Regions from separate parts of the Cricetulus griseus genome. Here region 2 is linked to region 1. A link is a contact called in public Hi-C data. All regions are on one chromosome and are shown on one strand. The core of a region is the stretch at or near the end of the contact, and the rest is flanking DNA. Distances in the headings are between cores, read along the strand shown. Region 1 holds the start of L3mbtl3 (lethal(3)malignant brain tumor-like protein 3). Region 2 has its middle 32 kb from the start of Tmem244.

Region 1 (2,632 bases), core at 58-2,557:
AGCACACGCAAACTCTCGGCCGCTGGCCCTGCCGCGGCTCGGGTGTGCGTGCGTGTGCGGGTGCGTGTGCGCGGTGCGAGTCGCGGAGGCCTCTCGGCGCGCGCTCACACTCACACACACACACACACACTCACACACACACACATCCCGACACACAGACACACACCCCGACACACAGACACACGTACACAGACACACACGGCCGCGCCGGCGAGACGCGCCGATGCCACATTCAACCAGTCCGTTCTCTCTCCGCAGCCGAGCCGGGAAAGCAAAGTGGCGCGGCCTCTTTTCCCACTGCCTCGGTCTCCCGTACTTGGACTTCTCGCGCTCGCTCGCTCGCTCGCTCGCTCTCCCGGTGCGCGCCCGGCACAAAGGCCACACGGGCGGAGGGGGCCGCAGGGGCGGCGCGCCGGGGCTCGCGTCCTCCCGCCGCCGCCGCACCGAGTCGCCACTGCGATCGTGCCCACGGTTCCCCTCCCGAAGCCGGAGCCCCCCCCCTGCCTCGGGGCCCGACCGCTCTCGGCGCCTCCCGGGGAGGCTGCGGCTCCTCCGCGTTCCCCCCCCCACCCCCCCCCCAGCGCCGCCCCGGACACGCAGCCCCGCGGCGCCGCGCTCCCCCCACCGCCGCCCGCGCGCCCGGTGTCAAAAAAGCGACCAAAGTGACAAGCTCGGAGCGGGGGGGGGGGCGCGGGGGAGGGGGCCCACACGCATCCCGCCGCCTGCGCGCCGGCGACGGCCAGACGCGGCCGCCTCGGCCCGCTCCCTTCCGCACGGCCCCCCACACCCTTCCCCGTGTGCGCGCAAAAGGAGGAAAAAATACAAGTCTCTCCTCCCCCCATTTTTTCCTTTCTCTTTTCTCTCTCTTTTGTTCCTCTTTCGCACTCGCACTCACTACTTCAGAGTGAGATGCCCACAGACTCCCCCTCCAGCCGCTTCCGACTCACTTGCCCACTTTTTTTCCCCGGGATTAAGTTTTCTCCTCTTTCCCAGAGGCGCAGAGAAGTGGGGGAGAAACCCCTTCTCTCCTTCCCCTCCCCTGATCTCTTTCCCAAGACGAGGGTGCGCTTCCTTCCCTCTCTAGCTCTCTGAACTTTCATCCTCACCCAGAAAAAAATCAATGAATGGCTCTGGCACGGGCCGAGCTGCGGATTAATTAGAGATTAGATCCGATCAGCCGCTTCTTACCCCCAAATTTTCTCTTTTTTTTTTCTCCGTCTCACGAGTAGTCCTGACAAATGGTCCAGGGCTGCGGGCGCAGTGCGCATGTGCGCGTAGAGTCAGGGCTGGGGAGAGGGGAAACTGCGCTGGTGCCGGTGCTGCCGCCGCCGCGCCGCCGCCGCCGCCGCCGGGGAGGCTCGCGCTGGCTTCCCTGTTACTGCTGCTGCGCCTTCGCCGCTGGAAAGCAGCGATTGAGCGGCTCGGCCCAGGCAGCCGCCCGCAGACACTGGTTCAGGTGCATCTCTTCGCGATCCTCGTCGCTGCTGCTTCCGAGCTGGGTCAAAGAACGGCCCGAACAAATGGGGAAAGACTGAGAAGGTTATAGATTTCTTTGTCTGCTTTTGCACTTTACTTTTTTTCTAAGGCAATTCTCAGAGCAGCGAATCCACCATGTGCTGGTTAAATGTGTGCATTCAGCCATTAAAGAGTGGGCCCTGGGCTCACACCGTTGCTACCCAGGGGCTGAATACATGCCACAGGTCAAGAAAATTAAGAAATAAAGTTCTAAGCGTGCACGGAGTTTAATTTGCCCTTTTCGAGACTGGAAGAATGCATAATAAAAGTCCGAAACTTGCGCGTTCGTTCCGCATCCTAAATGCTATCTGTATTGACAGCTCCACTGGGTTAGGCCTCTGTTCTAAGGGACGCTGGGAGTTCTGCCTCAACTTAGAAATCCCTGGTAAAGTGCCTAGGTAATAAGACGGGACCGCCCGCCTAATGTACTCAGTCAAGATGGCTGAGCTCTCCTAAATAGCAAACCCTGCCTTTGTCAGCGCGTCAAATCTGGATCAAGCTAGTATTGTATTTCGATATTGACAGTTTTCTGCACACTGGCTTTGGGGGAGTTGGCGGTCCCCCTTTCCTACAAGGTTTAGGGGTAGACAAAATAATTCGAAGTCTTTAAAGTTGCGATAAATATGTTGACACCAACAGTAGAGTTGGCTATGAAGGGAAAGAGGGGAAAAAAGAAGCGATTTCTGAGATGGTGAGGCAAGCCTAGCACTTCGCTGAGGGAAGAGGAAAAGCAGTGGGGAAGTAAAGGAAGGCTCCTCCCCCAGCATGTACTGTTTGCTTTGCATCTAATGAAGGGTACAGGGGCCTTTCTCTGCTATTGTTGCCTGAGGCCTAGAATTTAAATATATCACAGAAGGAAATTCCATATTAAAAACCCTTCCCCTAAAATGTAAGTAAGATTATTCTTGATTGAATTTTTTTTTCACTAAAGGAATGTTCCTTGAAGTCGTTTCAGAAAATAAAACTCTTAAATTTTCCTCAGGCCCGTGAAATTACCCTGGAGAAACAGACCACCACCTATTTCTTGACTGCTACTGTAGAGACCATCTCTCCAACTCCCAAATCGAGGTACATGGCTTGACATGTGCTTTGGGACACAGGTGCTAACTAACCCTAC
Region 2 (2,632 bases), core at 56-2,555, 180 kb after region 1:
TTAGAAAGCACTTCAAATGATGAGGTGCTGTCTCATCAGAATGTTTGATGTCAAAACGGAGTTATTGCCCTGATTTCCTTTATGTCACCTCTTCTAAAGCTGGAATATAAAATCTTATTTTTTCAGATATGATTTTAAAAGGGGGATTACAAATACACAAGATAACTTCCTCTTTTGCTTTAGAATCGGATCACTTAATAATTGTAAAATACAGCCACGTCAGCAAGCCATCTCAAAAGTAAGCATACAGGGCCAGTGAGGTTGTTCAGCAGGGGAGGCATTTGCCCATAGGCTTAATGACCTGACTGGGATCCTTGGATCTCACAGGGTGGCAGGACTGGACCAACTCGTGAAAGCTGTCCTCTGACCTCCATCTACTCACCATGGCAATTACACACCTGCACTCTCACACATACAGCAAATAAACTAAATAAGAACTGTAATAGTCAAAGGGAAAATCTCTTATGCTGTGAGTCTAAAAGAATTTTTCCCAATGTCTAGTTTTGTTTCTTTATCTCATTGATATTAACCTGGGAAAACTGAAAACTGCAAGGTCTTTAAATATCAAAAACATTACAATATTTTCTTATAATTATAAAATTAATAATTTCATAATAAAATAAAACTTATAAAAATTATAATTGTGTTTATCTACAGATTTCTCTCTCTGTGTGTAGTGTGTGTCGTGTCTAAATCAATGTTCTGCATGTACATGTGTGTGTTCGAGTGTCTGCTAGAAGAGAACATCTTCCAATGTTCTTCCACTGTCCCTTTGCAACAGGGTCTAACATTGAAACAGAAGCTCTGTGTTTCCGTTAAGCTGGCTGGTCCGGGGGAGTCTAGGATCTGACCACCACCACCATCCAATGCTGGGGTACAGTCACTGTGAGGGCAGCTTTTTCAGGTGGATTCTTGGTATTCAATCTCAGATCCTCACCCTTACACAGCAAGTGTTCTTCCTCACTGAGCTCCATTCCCAGCCCTCGAGACAGATTTTTCTATGTCTTTGCGATTATGCTTCTTTTGCCTCTACTTTCTCTCCACTCTTTCCACGGTTCTACCATGGGATCACTCTGGCCTGTGCAAGGCCGTGTCTGCATTTATGCTGACAGCCTATTTTAATCTGACCTCTTTCACATAGGAACTGAAGTAGTTTCAGATGAGGCACTCCATTTTGGATACTGATAAAGGTTCTTCTGCGGTATAAAAAATGCTTTTTATATTAAAGCCTTGCCTGTTAGTTCCGATGCCCTCTGGGGACAGCAGAAGGTGACTCACACTGTGCTCAGGGTTGTCTTACTCACAGGTAACTAGCCATTCTTGGAGGTGGACCAAACTAGAGCCACAAGGCCAAGTTTCTAGACTGTAATGGATTGTATAGTCTAGAGTTTTATTTAATAAATAGATATGATTCAAAATAATCTTTTAAAAGTAGGCACATATTTTAGGCTTTCATGAAACTTAAAGCAGATTTCAAAAGGTAATTGAATATGCTTATATTATTATTATATGCAATTTAATATTTTTTGAAAGGAGATCTGAGACAACAGAATAAAGACAGTATGAAGGATTTTTATTTTATGTGTTGTATTATTGATGACTGAATCCAGGGCTTTATACATGGTAAGCAACTACCCTACCACTAAGATACTATCTATCTATCTATCTATCTATCTATCTATCTATCCATCCATCAATTTTGGAGACAAGGTCTGGAGTCAAGATTCACTTACTTCAGTCTCCTAAGTATTAGGGGTATGCCAGCTTGCCCAACTCCCCAATTTTGGTGTGGGTTGGTAAGGCAATTTGAGATAAGGCCTCACTATATAGTTATGGCTGCTGGCCTTGAACCAGGAGACTTTCCCACCTTTGCTTCCAGAGTTCTGGGATTAAGGGCATGTGCCCCACACCAGGCCTTTTTTTTTTTTTTTCAGTTAAATTACCTAGACAGTCATTGAACTTGTGATCTGTTGTCTGGGTTTTCTAAGTAACTAAGATTATAGGCTTGTGCCCCAGCCCTGGCTGAATGCCTTCCTATGTGTAAAAAAAAATGCAAAATGTGGTGGATTTAACCATAATACATAAAAACAAATCCTCACTACTAGTCAAGACAGTGAGCTAGATTAGGAGATTCTCACAGAGATGCAACACAGACGTAGATCCAACGGTTCCCAGACTAGTGAAGTAAGATATTCATGTCATAAATTTCCATTCCACCATGAGGAATATGAACTATGAGTGGTTCCCACTGAGTATTTATCATATGTCAAGCTAGGATCATACTATTAAATTCTCACAGGAATCCTCAGAGATGGATACTGTTATTGCTCACATTCTACAGATGAAAGTACTGACTCACAGGAGGTCCAACAAAGCTCCAAAATGTGTGGTCAGCAAATGTTACACAGCCAGAATTTAAATCTGAAATTTGACCCTGCTGTCAGGGGCTCTTAACTACCCTATATGCTCAGAGGGCTCATATCCATATTTCCCCAGTGTCATGTGGTTATTATTAATGTGTTACTACAGCTGGGCATGGTAGTACATGTGTGTAATCTCAACAACTGAGATATCGAGGCAGGAAGATGATGAATACACACACACACACACACACACACACACACACACACAC

What was found. Hi-C and Micro-C count contacts between places; a contact is called where the count stands out from the background.
Region 2: a contact with region 1 is called in a Hi-C map of the CHO-K1 cell line, with 2.8 times the contacts expected there. The contact joins the enhancer-like site here to the promoter of L3mbtl3 in region 1. A contact is called at or near these places in 3 of 8 Hi-C or Micro-C datasets (the CHL-YN cell line, the CHO-K1 cell line and fibroblasts).

What each region holds. Positions count from the first base shown.
Region 1 is chr2:245,424,818-245,427,449 of CriGri-PICRH-1.0, forward strand. L3mbtl3 (lethal(3)malignant brain tumor-like protein 3) reads right to left here and starts at 1,308. Exons shown (of 22, transcript XM_027402880.2): 1 at 1,189-1,308.
Region 2 is chr2:245,601,061-245,603,692 of CriGri-PICRH-1.0, forward strand. No RefSeq gene overlaps it. Among named protein-coding and RNA genes, the nearest start is that of Tmem244, 32 kb to the right of the region's middle. Within about 2 kb of position 1,306, at least 1 of the 6 cell types and tissues checked has open chromatin away from gene starts, as enhancers often do. A contact at or near this core is called in the CHO-K1 cell line, where this site is marked.